Regions from separate parts of the Triticum aestivum genome. Here region 2 is linked to region 1. Evidence: chromatin contacts called from public Hi-C data. All regions are on one chromosome and are shown on one strand. Each heading gives the region's core, a stretch centred on a gene start, on an enhancer-like site or on the middle of the called end of the contact. The rest is flanking DNA. Distances are from core to core; before and after follow the strand shown.

The links. A called contact is a pair of places that touch in the nucleus more often than the background predicts.
Region 2: a contact with region 1 is called in a Hi-C map of leaf, with 5 times the contacts expected there. The contact joins the promoter of LOC123161877 here to the promoter of LOC123160590 in region 1. A contact is called at or near these places in 3 of 5 Hi-C or Micro-C datasets (all in leaf).

What each region holds. Positions count from the first base shown.
Region 1 is chr7B:134,307,674-134,310,735 of IWGSC CS RefSeq v2.1, reverse strand. It overlaps LOC123160590 (zinc finger protein CONSTANS-LIKE 16), which reads right to left and starts at 1,330. Exons shown (of 1, transcript XM_044578393.1): 1 at 1-1,330. The coding sequence starts at 1,216.
Region 2 is chr7B:134,885,858-134,889,041 of IWGSC CS RefSeq v2.1, reverse strand. LOC123161877 (protein NRT1/ PTR FAMILY 3.1) reads right to left here and starts at 1,523. Exons shown (of 4, transcript XM_044579693.1): 1 at 1,107-1,523; 2 at 792-1,009; 3 at 119-690. The coding sequence starts at 1,254.

The DNA of each region.
Region 1 (3,062 bases), core at 81-2,580:
GCGGCCGCTTCTCGGCGTTGAGCTTGCGCACCTCGTACCGGATCTTCTTTGAGAAGAGCCGCGTCCGCCGCTTCTCCCGGTACCGCGACACCCGCGCCTCCCTGCCGCCGTCCATCCTCAGCCTCGGCGTCCCCAACCCCTCCCCGCCATGGCCGACCACTCCTCCCATCATCCAAGCGCCCTCCTGCAGCGAGTAGTAGTCGTGTGGCCAGTAGTCATCGAGCTTGACGTGCGGCCTCTCGCCGTCGGCCCACGGCGAGCTCCCCCAGTTCTCCATGATGGCCTCGTAGTTTAGATTGAGCGCAAGGCTCCTCGGGGTGAACTGGGCGTCCGCACTGGCACCGCTGCTTGCAGCGTTCTCGTCCGGTGTCCCCAGGGGCGAGTCGTAGTCGAAGTCGATGTCGAACATATCGCCGGACACCTCCGGCTTCTGCTCGAGGCCGCACGCTCGCATGGGGTCGATCTCCAGCTTGACTCCCCCGCCGTCTACGTCCGTCGGCTCGATGAGGCCCAATGCCTCCATGCAGAACGGTTCCTCCTCGTCGCCGTCGTCCATGCCCGGCCGGCCAAGAAGGGCCTCCATGTCCGCGGCGAATTCCATGAGCTCGGCGTCCGTCGGGCCCAAGTTTACGAGGCTGTCGGGGAAGAACTGAACCGGCGCCGGAGTCGGCGTCGCAGCTGGCTTCGTCGGGTTCTCAACGATGGCACCATCCTCATTGCAGCATGACGCGACGGCCGTCGTCGCTTCCTCGAGAGTCAGAGGTGAGCAGAGCTCCGCGAGGGCGGGGTCGAAGATGGGCACGCGGTACAGCAGCTCCTCCTCGTCCGTCTCCACGTCACACTTGTGCTCCTCCGGCGAGTCCACGCCGGACGCCTGCGGCACGACGAGCCGCCTCGAGAGGAGACGCCCGACGCTCTTGGCCTGCGAGCGCGGGGTCCGCGCCTTGCGCTTGAACCACGCCGGCACGACCTCGTCGCCGCGGCGCCTCTCCCGCGGGGCCGCTCCAGGGAGCAGCGGCGACGTGGGCCGCAGGCGCACCCGCTCGTGCCTCCGCGCGAGAGGGTTCGCGGAGTGCACCGACGTGTCGCACCCCTGGCACAGGAACGCGTCGTCCGCCGCGCAGTACCACCTCGCCCGCCGCCGCAGGCAGCCGTCGCACGCCCGCGCCGCCTTGCTCCCCATCGCGCCGTCCGCCGCCTTCCCCGAGCAGCTCATCAAACGAAAACCAAAGCCGCTGGCGCACCGCGCGCCGCACCAAACCAGCACCAGCTAGCTACTCCGTTTCACCGCGCGCCGCGTCGCGCACTGGCTGCTTGCAGTTCACTGTAGGAGCCAAAATATATTTGCGGCGAAAATATCGCGGGTCTAGGTTTATAGCAGAAGGTGCGGAGGTGGGCCCCCGGCTCGTACGCTTTACTCGTGGGCCCGCGTCGTGTGTACTTTGCACTTTTGGTTCGTCGTTGGGCGCACTCGCGGGCCTTATCTGCGTTCTGATTGGCTGGTGGGTAATGTCCATCCAGCGCGGAGGCCTCTGATTGGCTCCTGCTGGATTTTTGGTAGGGCCGTTCCGTTCGGCTACGTGACGCACGGGCCTTTCTCAGTCGCTCTCGCGGTTGCAGTGGTTTTCCTACGTCGCTGGCAGTGGGACCGGCTACGGCCGGGAATGAAAAAGTCATTCTCGGACTGACTAATTTCTCTTCCATTCTCCCCTACAAAAAGTTCTCTTCCATTAAAATTCACCGCCAACCTTAGGGACCCGTCAAAAAAAAATGCCAACCTCAGGGCAAATAAATAAATAAAGAGTACACCTCAGATTCTCAGTGCTACTCAAGCTGTACTCATTTATGAAATTATAGTTTTGCTCAGAACAAACTCCTTGATATTTTTTTTGCCGGTGAAACTTCTTGATGTTTGACCAAATATAAAAAAACATCAACATATACAACACCAAATTAATTTTATTATATTTACTATAAAACATATTTTCATACTCCCTCCGATCCATATGGATCCGAGGGAGTACTATATTTAGTATTAGCCACACTTAAAAAGTTTGACTTGGGACAAATATAGAACTTGAAATATTTTAGAACAAATAGAATATAATTTTGCATATCAGAAAATCAATGCATACCAACGAAGGGTTGTTTAAAAGAGAAGCAAACGCTCATGTGGGCTTATACAGCCGTTTACCAAAATGCACATGCATGCATTGGCTCGTTCCATGTTGGTCTTAACAGCCAATGTAAGTACTCATCGTGAATTGAAAGTGAGGGTATTTATTAACCCATGGTCTGGTAATTTTTAATTATGCAATTCGACGGATATAAGTTTCACATATATAGCTTATTTATAATTTCTCTCGCAAAGAAAACTTGTTTATAATTTGTATTGGTCATGTGCATTCTCTTCATGTATGGACCGAAAGATAATGGCATTATTTATTTTGCAAGAAAACAAAGGTGTGCATGACATATGTCTAGAGTAGGTATGGTGTGTGGCTTATATATATTGGGCAATATATTTCTTACCACATTATATACATGTTACGAATAGAGCAAGCATCTTTCTGTGTGTGACCACGCAAAGTCCAAGAATCTCCCATATTATAACACGTAACTACATTGAGACCACAATTATCTGTGAGCCAATCCAAAATAGAATATGGGAATGCAATACCTAGAACTACATCACAGTTAATTGTGGACACCCAATAAACTAGGTAGCATAATTGTGATGTGATTGAAGTACTAACACGAAATTACCGCAACAAAATGGAAGTCATATACATGTAAATTAACAGTCGACTAAACAAGAACTCTAGTAACAAATGGAAACTATCCCCCCCTTACTCAATTTAGCAAAACTTCCTCCAAAATGCCCCATTTAAGGAAATCTGCTCCACTTTTTATGCCTTTTAGAGTTTTGCCTCATTCTGCCAGATGGGCTCCACTATCAGTATAACAAGACTGGCTGACTCAACCTCCAAACTGCAGGTGCAATGTGCATGGTGCGCCATTGATACGACATAAGGGCATTTGCAACCTAACTAGGTAAGCCG
Region 2 (3,184 bases), core at 274-2,773, 580 kb before region 1:
TTGAACCATGACCGCCGGAAAATCCAGCGTCGTTACTTAAGGGAATTCTGGGATCCAAGAACTCCTAGAAAAGAAAAGGAGAGGTGGTTGACAGAAGGCGCGTCACGCACGCACGTACCTGAGCTGGTTGGTGTGCACGAGCTTGCCGTACATGGAGATGGGCGCATCCATCTCGTCGTTCTCGTAAAGCCTCCCGGGGTCGTCCACCCTGGGGACGCGGCGCTTCCGGACGGCGGCAACGACCACCTGCGCGAGACGCGTGAACGGGCTGCCCGACGGGTCGAGCCGGCGGTACATCGGGTACCCGCCGACGAAGGCGACGACGGAGACGCCCATGCAGAAGGCCGGCACGCCAAGGCCCCAGCCCCACCCCACGTTGTCCTGCACGTACACCACCGCCGTCACGGCCACCAGCTGCGACGCGCCGTTGCAGAAGTAGTACCAGTTGAAGAAGCCCCACGTCCGCGCGCGCTCCGCCGTCTGCGACTCGTCGAACTGATCCGCCCCGAACGCCACGATGCACGGCCGGTACCCGCCGGCGCCCACCGCGTTCAGGAACAGCGACACGTAGAGCACGGCGAGCTGCCACGGCAGCGCCTGCTCGCACGCGCCGCTGCCGCCCCCTGCCGCCTTGCACGGTGCCGGCCGGAACTGCGGCAGCGCCGCCGACACCGTCAGGAGGGCCATCCCCTGTCATGCAAGAAGTAAGCACCAGCGTCACGTACAGTTCAGCTCTGCTTCGTATGGGTATCGTCGCCGTCTACGTGCGAAACAAGTGTACGTGTACGCACGAATTGGTAGACGACGGAGGCGCCGGCGATGGTCCAGAAGCGGCCGATGCAGGCGTCGGCGAGGTAGGCGCCGATGAGCGGGGTCATGGCGGAGGTGCCGCCGAAGTTGGTGAGGGTGGTGGCCGCCTTGGCCAGCGGCATGTGCATCTGCTGGGTGAGGTAGGTCAGCATGTTCGTCGAGAAGCCCACCACGGCAAGCTTCTCCGCCACCTCGTTGGCTGCAGCGCGCGAGCCAAGCCAACACACACAGTTTAATCTTAAGCAACCAGGCGAATTCGAAGTAGTAGTTCGCAAGAGACTGTATAATTTGCTCACCAAAGATGAAGGGCATTGTTCTGAGGCCGCCCTTCTTCTTCCCCTTCTTCCCGTCCATGGCCGCCCCAGCCGCTATTGGTTGCGCCTGTGGTGGTAGCGCTGCGGTGGTGCACTCGGTTGTACTACATGCAGCCACTCCTCGCTGCATCGTGGATTCGTGGTAGCAGCAGCAGCTTGGCTTCACATATTTATAGCTAATAAGCTAGCTGCCAGTGCCAGCCAGTGCCAGTGCCATATGCCACTAGACTTACTACTGCAAGCTCTGAGGCTAATTTACACGAAATAGGGAAAACTGCGGGACAATAATCTGAGGTTAATTTGCAGTATTTATGTGATATTTTGCGCACTTGGAATATACGGCTGCTTCTGCCACTGGCTAACTGCCATTGCAAGTCCCCTTTCTTCTGTATTCCTTTTCACATTTCCGAACTAGGGACTAGGGGCTGGGGACTTCACATGTGTGATGTGTCTATATCACAGCCAGATCTTGGCAAAGAGCTAGGCAGTGGCAGGACCAGTGCTAACTGAGATGGACTGGAACAGGAACATTAAGAGTAAGAAGAAAATATGAATATCTGATGGGCAATAAGCAATGAGTGGAGGAGCTAGTTATTCATTTGAGGGGAAGGGCTAAAGAAATGGATGATATCGAGTGGATGCAAAAGGGCAAAAGAAAAAGGAGTTCGAGGACTGCAAATTCTAAATATTACACGAGTAAACCTAGCGGAAGAATGAGGCACAATCTAAATATCGTCCTTGAAAGATGGAAATAATGTCATCGAGGGATGGGAAAGTTTGATGACTCATATTACTAATTTTTTACATGGATCTGTTTGGTTAGTCTCAGGATGCATCTATTTATGCTAATTTCCATTTTGATCATGTCGCTGAACGCTGATCCTCAGGTTATATTAATGAGATGTTCCTGGCTGAGGATTCTCTAGATGATACTTAAAAAAAACTTGTGTTCGCTGTTCATCATAATCAATAAAGCTCATGATCCAGATGGTTTTCTCATCAAATTTTATCAGTAAATTTACTCTTAAGCATTTCTTTGATGATTCCTATAATAGAGAACCTCGATGCAAAAAGGCTTAATTATAGTACCATCACTTTAGTCCCAAAGAGTCTCTGGAGCTGGCATAATAGAGTACAATAATTTAGGCTAATTTGTTTACTCAATGCTAGCGTCAAATTATTGACTAACGAGATCTCTACTATAATAGGTTGTGTGAGTGTGTAGAGGACATTATTCACCACTGCAAACAACCTTTCAAAAAGGGCACACATTTTATGGCAGGGGTGCTGATATTGCATTAGGTTTTGCATGATAGGCATAAAAAAGTGGAGCATGTGTGATAATATTAATTGGACCTTTCTATATAAAATTATATAACTCAAGGGGTTTTTAGATCAGGTGGTTGAAATGATCACGAGAATAATAGTCGAGGAGAGGGTGTGTGTGTTAAGGTAAATAATGCCTTTTCTTTAGGGGAAGGTAAATAATGTCATGGGATCATATTTCACTACATATAAAGGAGCGAGGTAAGATGAACCAATAGCACCCCCTTCTGCTTACCATTGTCATATTTAAGTCAACAAGCTCATGGAAATGGAGCTATTAAAGGTGTGACCTCCAATTAGTAGGAACATGGAACTGTCAATATGCAATGTGCAGATGACACTATGCTCCTATTAGATGATTGGGGGGAAAACAATCCAGAAACCAGAAGTTTTGTTTCCTACCCCCTTCCGGATGGAGGGAGTATTAGAGAATGGTATTGTCCAATATGCAAAAACACTACCATGTCATCTGAACGTACTGTGCAATGGTCTGAGAGAACAAACTATATGCAATTTTGAAGGTCAAATTTGTCTAGCTTACACGTTTATAGGGAAAGAATATAAATTCAAGGAACCATCAAGGTGCCAAAAGTAAATTATTTTCTTAAGAAGAAACTCACAACTAATTTTGAGATTTCGAGTTCAAAGCATGCATTTGAGGGCCTATTTGATTCCTAATATTCTAAAAATGCGAGAATAGGAAGAATGTGGGATTGGTATGTCATGCACATACA